Regions from separate parts of the Gossypium hirsutum genome. Here region 2 is linked to region 1. A link is a contact called in public Hi-C data. All regions are on one chromosome and are shown on one strand. Each heading gives the region's core, a stretch centred on a gene start, on an enhancer-like site or on the middle of the called end of the contact. The rest is flanking DNA. Distances are from core to core; before and after follow the strand shown. Region 1 has its middle 26 kb from the start of LOC107909699. Region 2 holds the start of LOC107909697 (ARM REPEAT PROTEIN INTERACTING WITH ABF2).

Region 1 (3,858 bases), core at 866-3,365:
ATTTAGTTCTTAAATAACACTTTACCAGGAGAAAAAAAATCGTAAATAACACTATACTAGATCAAATTTTGATTTAAATTTAACTGTTTTTCATAAACTTTAAATATTCCAATGCCCTAACCTCATGTGATTAAAATGAATAAAAAAAATTGTCACCAACCTCATGTGGCTGTTTGATTAAAAATTTGAATACGAGAACTTATATATCCAAATATCCCCTTATAATAAAGCTTAGATGTTCTTTCAAAAATAAAATAAATACAGATGTTCAACATTAGCTTTCAAATTAAATGTTCAATATATTAAATAAAAGAAAACTCTAACTAGCATTCCCTCGAAAAGAAAAAAATTTCTAGTTAAAAAAATGATAGAAGGCTTTTGTACTAAACGTGATTCTACTTTAAAAAGAAGTAAGTTAATTATTATTAAATTAAAAAGCAAGTTGGTTTTTGGAGAATTCATAAAATTAATTAAATTGTAATTTTTACAATAATAAAAATGTAATTTTTAAAAGATTAAATCAAAATTTTATCATTTTAAGAGGGTCAAAGTGTAATTTTACCTTTACTAATTTAAAATTTTAAAAATAAAAAATGACTCAAAGGAAAATTTTCCATTTTAGGGGGGCTAGGGCCCCTGCCAGCCCCTGGATACACCCCTGGTAACACGTGTGTACCACGTGTACCTCATGCTGACGTAGAGGGACCTATTTTGAATAATAGATATGGATGCATTTTTTAACAAAATGATCCGTTTACTCTTTGATTAAACGTATATGGATTAATTTGCTCATTTTTTTGAATAAAAGGGACATAATGCAATCTAACTCTTAGTATAAGGGTTTCTACTATTACCTAAAATGTAGAATTGAATTTGAATATTTAAAAAAATATATATTTAAAAAATTTGTAAGTTGATACAATTTTAACAGGGTTTTGGTTCTCTTAATGTTTAGATTTGAGCAAACTATACTATCAGTCTTTTAATTATGGTTAAGTTTTTTTGTCACTTAATTAAAAAAAAAGTTACAATTTTGATCATTATCGTTTTTTGAAATTGTTTTTCTGATCACCTGACGGTTTAGTGGCTAACAGGAGCACTTTTTAGTTGGTACTATAACAATTTTAGTTATCGGCTTTTAAACTTTTTGTCAATTTAATCTTGATTTTATATAAAAATGATAAAAATAGAATTTTTTTTAAAAAATTAGAAAGTTCCGAAGAATATAAAAATTCAAAAAAATAAAAATAGATAAAATTTCAAAAAATTCATAAAGTGAGAGAAAATGAGGTAAAATTATTTTTAAACCCTCCAAAATTTCTTTGTAGTATTTGTATAAAAATATTGAATACCCATTCTTTAAAAATAGAAAAATTAGAAACATTAAGCAAAATTGGTAGTTCTCTATTTTTGACTTCTTTGGTTTTTATAAGAAAAGAAAAAAAATTAGAATATAATTTGTTTTTACGATTTGAGTTTTAAAAGATAAATTTGAATTAATTGAAATTTTGAATTGAGTCTGAAAAAGAAAATTTCGTAATATATTTTGTGTTTTTTTGTTAAAGAAATGATATTAGAGTTGATTTCATAAGTCTCTATAATATCAATTATGGAAGAAATTCTTCAACAACATGGAACTCAGTTTGAAAATATTGCTAATATGGTTTCGAGGAAGTATACATTTGAAATTTTATATTTAATTTTTATATTGAAATATCTAGTTTTTATTAAATAATTTTAAATTTTTTTTATTTTATATAAAACCAAGGTCAAATTAATAAAAAGAAGAAGAATTGAGGATTAAAATTATTCTTATACTAACTAAAAAAATGTCATCATTAACTACTTAAGGTTGAGTGAAAACAGTAATAATTTTGAAAACAATAATGATCAAATTATAGTATCTTTTTAATTAAGTGACTAAAATAAAAATTTATCTATTAATAAAATAATATGCAATGAGTTTATGAAAAACATGAGCAACTGAAGTAAATTATAGGAGTGAAGGTAGAAGCCCATTAGAGCCGAACTCGAAGTTGATAAAATTATGTGGAGTTTAGGCTCATATGATAGAAGAAGTTTTGGTTCAGCATTCATTGCATGATTATGGGTTTTTCTAACTTTCTCCAGGGCATTACTTTAAAACTGTTGAAGAATGGGTTGATTCCTTGGCACATGGGGACACATTTAGACTGGGCTTTAACTTCAATATCATGGGGGATCAACCCCATTTATGATACTCCATAATTATATCTACCAGAATTAATGAGGGATGGAAATCGAGGGCAATTTATCAAAAAAAGTAGTTTTTTTTTTAAATTTATCGAAATGGGTCAATTTTTTGATTATTTACCGGAATTGACCATTTTTCTACGAAATCGCATCCACGTCAGCGCGATGTCAGGGTACGTGTCAGAACATCGCGTCCACGTCAGTGCGATTTGCTTACGTGGACACAAATCGCGCCTACGAGGACTCGATTTGCTGACGTGGATGAACAGTTTATGCTTTTAAGCTTGGAAAACTTTGAAAGGCCATAACTTTTGGCTCGGTTGTCCGATTGAGACGATTTTTTTTTATTTCGAATAACTTTTTGAGATCTACACGCTGACAAATTGCCGAAGGCGGTTTGCCACAGTTTTCGTCGAAAAAGATCCTTTTTGCCCCTAAATTTTGATTTTTTCAGTTTAAAATTGAATTTTGAAACATTCAAATCATTATTTTCCTTATTTATTTGAAGTAAACACCGGATCTTTTTTTACAGAATTGTCTTATATCATCCTGTTATAGGTATAAGTCAGCTCATTCCACTTTTGAGAAGTTCCCTAAAATTTTCCATTTTATTCAATTTTGTCCCAAAAACCTAAATAGTCATATTTTCAAATCTAAGCTTCGTTTTTCAATTCAAATTCAATTTCATCCTTCCATGACATTCAAATATTCTTAAATACAAAAATTTCATGCTAATTTTGAAATAATTACACTTTAGTCCCTAACTCGTAACTAACAAATTATACTTTACAAATTCGTCCCTATTCATCTCTAAGAAGTTTGTCAGCGCGTAGATCTCGAAAAGTTATTCGAAATAAAATAAATCGTCTCAATCGGACAATCGAGCCAAAAGTTATGGCCTTACAATTTTTTTCAAGCTAAAAAACATAAACTGTTCATGCCACGTCAGCAAATCGCGTCCTCTAGGGCGCGATTTCCGTCCACGTTAGCAAGTCGCGTTGATGTGGACGCGATTTCCTGGCCCGTACCCTGACATCGCGCTGACGTGGACGCGATTTCGCGGAAAATGGACCATTCCGGTAAATAATTAAATAGTTGGCCCATTTCGGTAAATTTTAAAAAAAAGGGCTTTTATTGGTAAAATACCTGAAAATCGAAAACCGACTACAATATCACAATACATTTACTTGCTATAAAAAAAACCAACCACTTATTTTTAGGGGTGTAAATTCAGTCGATTCGATTCTTTATATAAAAAATAAAATAAATTGAATTATTTACATAAATTAAATAAATCAAATTGAAAATTTTCGGTTCTATTTGGTTTTGCAATTTTTAGATATTTTTAATTATCTTCTTTCTTCGTATTACTTTTAATTTTATAAAAATTCATTATAAAAATATTAAAAATCAAATCAAACATTTTAATCAACCCAAAAAATATTTATTTTACCAACATACAATTTCCATGTCTTCTACTATTCTTAATGGGCATATATCAATTCGGGTTTTTGTATATTAAATATTAAAAATTAAAAATGAATATCATTAAAAAAATTAAATTATCAATTTGAGTTTTAAATATTAATGGAATTGAGCTATTAAGAGTATTAAATTTTAATAGGT
Region 2 (4,327 bases), core at 1,055-3,554, 86 kb after region 1:
ATAAAGTAATTTTTTAAAAAATTATGAAATTAATTGACCTCACAATTTTACGTGTGGCTCCACCATTGCATGCTATGATGTAGAGAAAAATAAACTTGGTTTATATAGAAAGAATATTAGGGATGTAAAAGAAAGAAAGAAAAAGGGCAGATTTCATGATTTAATATGAATTAAACTTTAAAATGATGGGTAAAATATATAATAAAAAAATCAAATATGAATTGAACTTGTTCACTCCATTTTCAGATTAATAGATCAATTTAAGATTCAGTGTAATATTTCGGTGAAATGGATTTCATTAATTAATAGTACAGAAGATAAATTTCATTAAGTTTCAATTTTTCTTAAATTATGCTTCTTCTTTTTTTTTGGGGGGGGGGTTTAAATAAAAAATAAATAAGTTAACTAATGAGTATTGAGTTAGGTATATTGGGAAGTTAAACATAATAATTATACTTTTATAGAGAAAAGTAATACTTTTACATGAGAAAAAAAATTAAAATTTTATTTTAAAATTCTATGAGAGTAAACTTGAGCTTTTAAATGCCCAAAACCCAAGCACATTTTGGACAGAAATCATTTTCATTTGCAAATTACTTAGCTTTAGCTATAAAAAAAATGGACAACAAGAATAATAACTTGAATTCAATCGACCATTATCTAGCCTAGCTTAAATAAGTGGACCCATATTGCAGTTAGTATTGAAAAGTTAATTTTAACTCAAAAAGCATAAATAATCCAACTTGAAATCAAACATGAGAATTGAGGGGAGGGGGTTTCGCATAATCAACAAGCCTAATTAAGCAAAGTTAGTAGTTCAATCTTAGTATCAAGTTTGAGCTAGCCAAACTTCAACCCTTGAATATCTAATAGAACTTGAGCTTCTTATTGTTTGAGCTTGGGTTAGCTCAATGACACCCCAATCACTATAAACTAGAATAAACTATAATACTAAATAAACACTTATTTCTAAGATATTGTTCGTATTAATTCATTGAGCTTTATAATTTATTTTACAAATTGAATAAGATGTGAATGCATAATTGATGAGAAATTAATATCGTATATAATAAAAGTATCATGAAAGTCCTTGTATTTAGAGTTGGATTGCATTTTTCTTTCTCTATTAAAAAAGAGGCAAATTAGTTTATATACATTATATCAAAAAGCAAAGTAATTCTTTTTGTTATAAATTTCATTCATTTTTATTGCTAAAAATTGGTTCTTATACGTCAGTATGAGATATACGTGGCATACACATGTCATTGTCAAGTTATTTCGTCATTCATACTAGTTTTTAATAGTACAAATAAATAATTTTTTTTAATAAAAAAGATGAATTTATCTAATTTTTAAGTAGAAAAAACAAAATACAATCAAACTTTAACTACATACAACTCCATGCTACTTTACCCACCATGTATGCATGTAAGGAAAATAATATGTCAACGAACTCTATCCAAGACATTATAATTGCTAAGCCTTTGAATTGATATGTTCAAAAGGGAGTTCAGCAGTGAGCAACATTATTTTCATCAAAGATCCAATAATTGAGCCATATGCCCCATATTATTTAGTACTAAAATAAGCATCAACATTTCTATCTTACTGTTAAAGAATCGTAATGTAGTTTGAACCTCTGAATAATAATGATAGTTCTTGTCTGAGTATATTGGTGGTCGTAAAAATTATCACTCCATTTTTCCCTTAAAAATGCAATTATTTTATTAATTGCAGAAGATTGCTCAATAGATTTCATCATCAAATAATTTGATGGGGTGTTGGGCTGCTTAGTCAAGGAATGTCTGAGTCACTTGTTAGAAAACTAATGAATAAAATAGTAATTAAGCACGGAAAATAGAACACAAATTGCGTGGTCAACAATTCAAAATTTTCATCACTCTGTTTATCTTTTCTACAACATCATCGGGTCAACGGCTAAGGGTTTTTTCTTTCTTTCCAGTCTCATAATTCTTTTATATTTTTGTCTATATGGGCTAAAAAATGTGACGCCAACCCTTGTCTTACAGTTGTATTAATTATCAGAATATGTGTTGAGTTGCAGTATGAATTAAGATGGTCCGAAAGTAATTGGAAAATTAAAGTAATATAAATTAAAAATAGATGGAAAAGAATGCTTTGACCGGAAACCAGTAAAAGAAAATGAAAAGGAAGGAAGGAATAATTTTCAAGTGATGCTTCCGAGCAAGTGCTTTTCACCTTCCTATTACGAAATGTAAAAAACTTAATCAATTGACTCCTCGTCATCTTCTTTTGGTGCATTTTAATTTGTTATTATTATCATTTACTATTATCGTTGTTTTTCCATTCACGCGCTGCGTGGAAAGTGGGATACCAATAATGGTGTAAAAAAAACAGCACAATTCCCTAGAAGAGGAGGAGCTTCCTAAAAGAAACGTCAGTAGCAGCTAGCTAAGGCTGATTGATTTTCTACTTCTTGACTCGCCCAGGACTCACCAAACGTATTAACTCATTGAGTTGATGATGGGATCGGCGGAGGAGAAAAGAATCGAGGATGAGCTTTCGTATCCGATTATGCTAGCTGAGCGAGTTCGGGCGGCGGCGGACGAGGCGGAGTCGTTTAAAGTTGATTGTGGGGAGGTGGGGAAGCTAGTAGATCGGCTTTCCCAAATGCTTCGAACCCTGGTCCGCTCCACCACCTCGGTTCAAGCCCTCTACGAACGCCCGATTCGCCGGGTAGTCTCCGAGGTCTCCAAGAATCTAGAGCGAGCCCTCACCTTAGTCCGAAAGTGCAAGAGGCAGAGCATCTTGCGTCGAGTCGTGAGGATCACGAGTGCCACCGATTTCCGCAAAGTGTTGAACCTTCTGGACGCTTCCATCGGCGACATGAAGTGGCTCATGGGAGTCCTCGACACCGAGAACAACGGTACTGCCAGCGGAATCTTCCTTTCCCTCCCCCCGATCGCTAGCAACGACCCGATTATTTCCTGGGTTTGGTCTTACATCGCCACCGTCCAAATGGGCCAATTAACCGATCGAATTGAAGCTGCTAATAACCTCGCGTCTATCGCTCGAGACAACGACCGAAACAAAAAGATAACCGTCGAAGAAGGCGGCATCCCTCCTTTGTTAAAGCTTCTCAAAGAAAGCTCTTCAGCGGATGCCCAAATCGCAGCGGCTAATGCGCTTCTTGTTTTAGCAAACGAGCAGGAAAGAGTTAGGAGTATTGTCGATGAAATGGGGGTTCCAATTGTGGTTCAAGTGTTGGGAGATTCCCTTATGAAGGTTCAAATTCCGGTAGCAAAACTAGTGGTGAGAATGGCGGAGCATGACCCTGTGGCTCAAGAGGATTTCGCCAGAGAGAATGTGATTAGGCCGTTGGTCACTTTGTTATCGTTCGAGACTTTTGTGGAAGATTCTAAGACACAGTTGGGTAAGCAAAGCATTCATTCTATAGTTCGATCAGAAATTTTCTTCTGCTGGATCGACTTCGAGAAACTATAGTTATAGACCGTATTCGAACTCCTACTCGAATTTGCATATGGAAGGGAGTAGTAGGGGAGGAAATCATAGGAAAGAAAGAGAAAATGAGAAGCCTGAAGTTAAACTTCAGTTGAAAATTAATTGTGCTGAAGCTTTATGGATGCTTGCTAAAGGCAGTGTTTCAAATAGTAGGAGGATAACTGAGACAAAAGGATTGCTTTGCTTGGCTAAATTGGTGGAGAAGGAACAAGGTGAATTGCAGTATAATTGTTTGATGGCAATAATGGAGATTACAGCTGCTGCTGAATCCAATTCCGATCTTAGACGTGCAGCTTTTAAGACGAATTCCCCCGCTGCTAAGGCTGTTATCGATCAGCTTTTAAGGGTGACCAAGGAATTGGATAGTCCTATATTGCAAGTTCCTGCTATTAGATCAGTTGGTTCATTGGCAAGGACTTTCCCGGCTCGGGAGACTCGAGTGATCGGTCCTTTGGTGACACAACTTGGTAATAAGGATCAAGAAGTAGCAGTGGAAGCTGCCATTGCATTGCAGAAGTTTGCATCTCCAGAGAATTTTCTCTGTATGGATCATTCAAAGTCGATAATCGAATTCAACGGTATTCCACCTTTGATGAGATTGCTTAGATGCGGTGACAAGGCACAACTGCACGGAGTAGTTCTGCTCTGCTACCTCGCTATACATGCTGGTGATAATGAGGCTTTGGAACAAGCTAGGGTTTTGACTGCCCTCGAAGGGGCAGACCGAACAGTGGTTGGGCAACATCCTGATTTGAAAGAATTGGTGACAAAGGCCATATATCAGCTCAACCTTTATCACACGGGAGTCCATCCGCAGAGGCAA

Evidence for each region. Hi-C and Micro-C count contacts between places; a contact is called where the count stands out from the background.
Region 2: a Hi-C map of leaf shows a contact between it and region 1, with 4 times the contacts expected there. The contact joins the promoter of LOC107909697 here to the enhancer-like site in region 1. A contact is called at or near these places in 3 of 34 Hi-C or Micro-C datasets (leaf and petal).

Annotation. Positions count from the first base shown.
Region 1 is chrD02:60,263,361-60,267,218 of Gossypium_hirsutum_v2.1, forward strand. No RefSeq gene overlaps it. Among protein-coding and RNA genes, the nearest start is that of LOC107909699, 26 kb to the left of the region's middle. Within about 2 kb of position 2,116, at least 2 of the 9 cell types and tissues checked have an H3K27ac peak or open chromatin away from gene starts, as enhancers often do. A contact at or near this core is called in leaf, where this site is marked.
Region 2 is chrD02:60,348,763-60,353,089 of Gossypium_hirsutum_v2.1, forward strand. LOC107909697 (ARM REPEAT PROTEIN INTERACTING WITH ABF2) reads left to right here and starts at 2,305. Exons shown (of 4, transcript XM_041088920.1): 1 at 2,305-3,440; 2 at 3,442-4,327. The coding sequence starts at 2,503.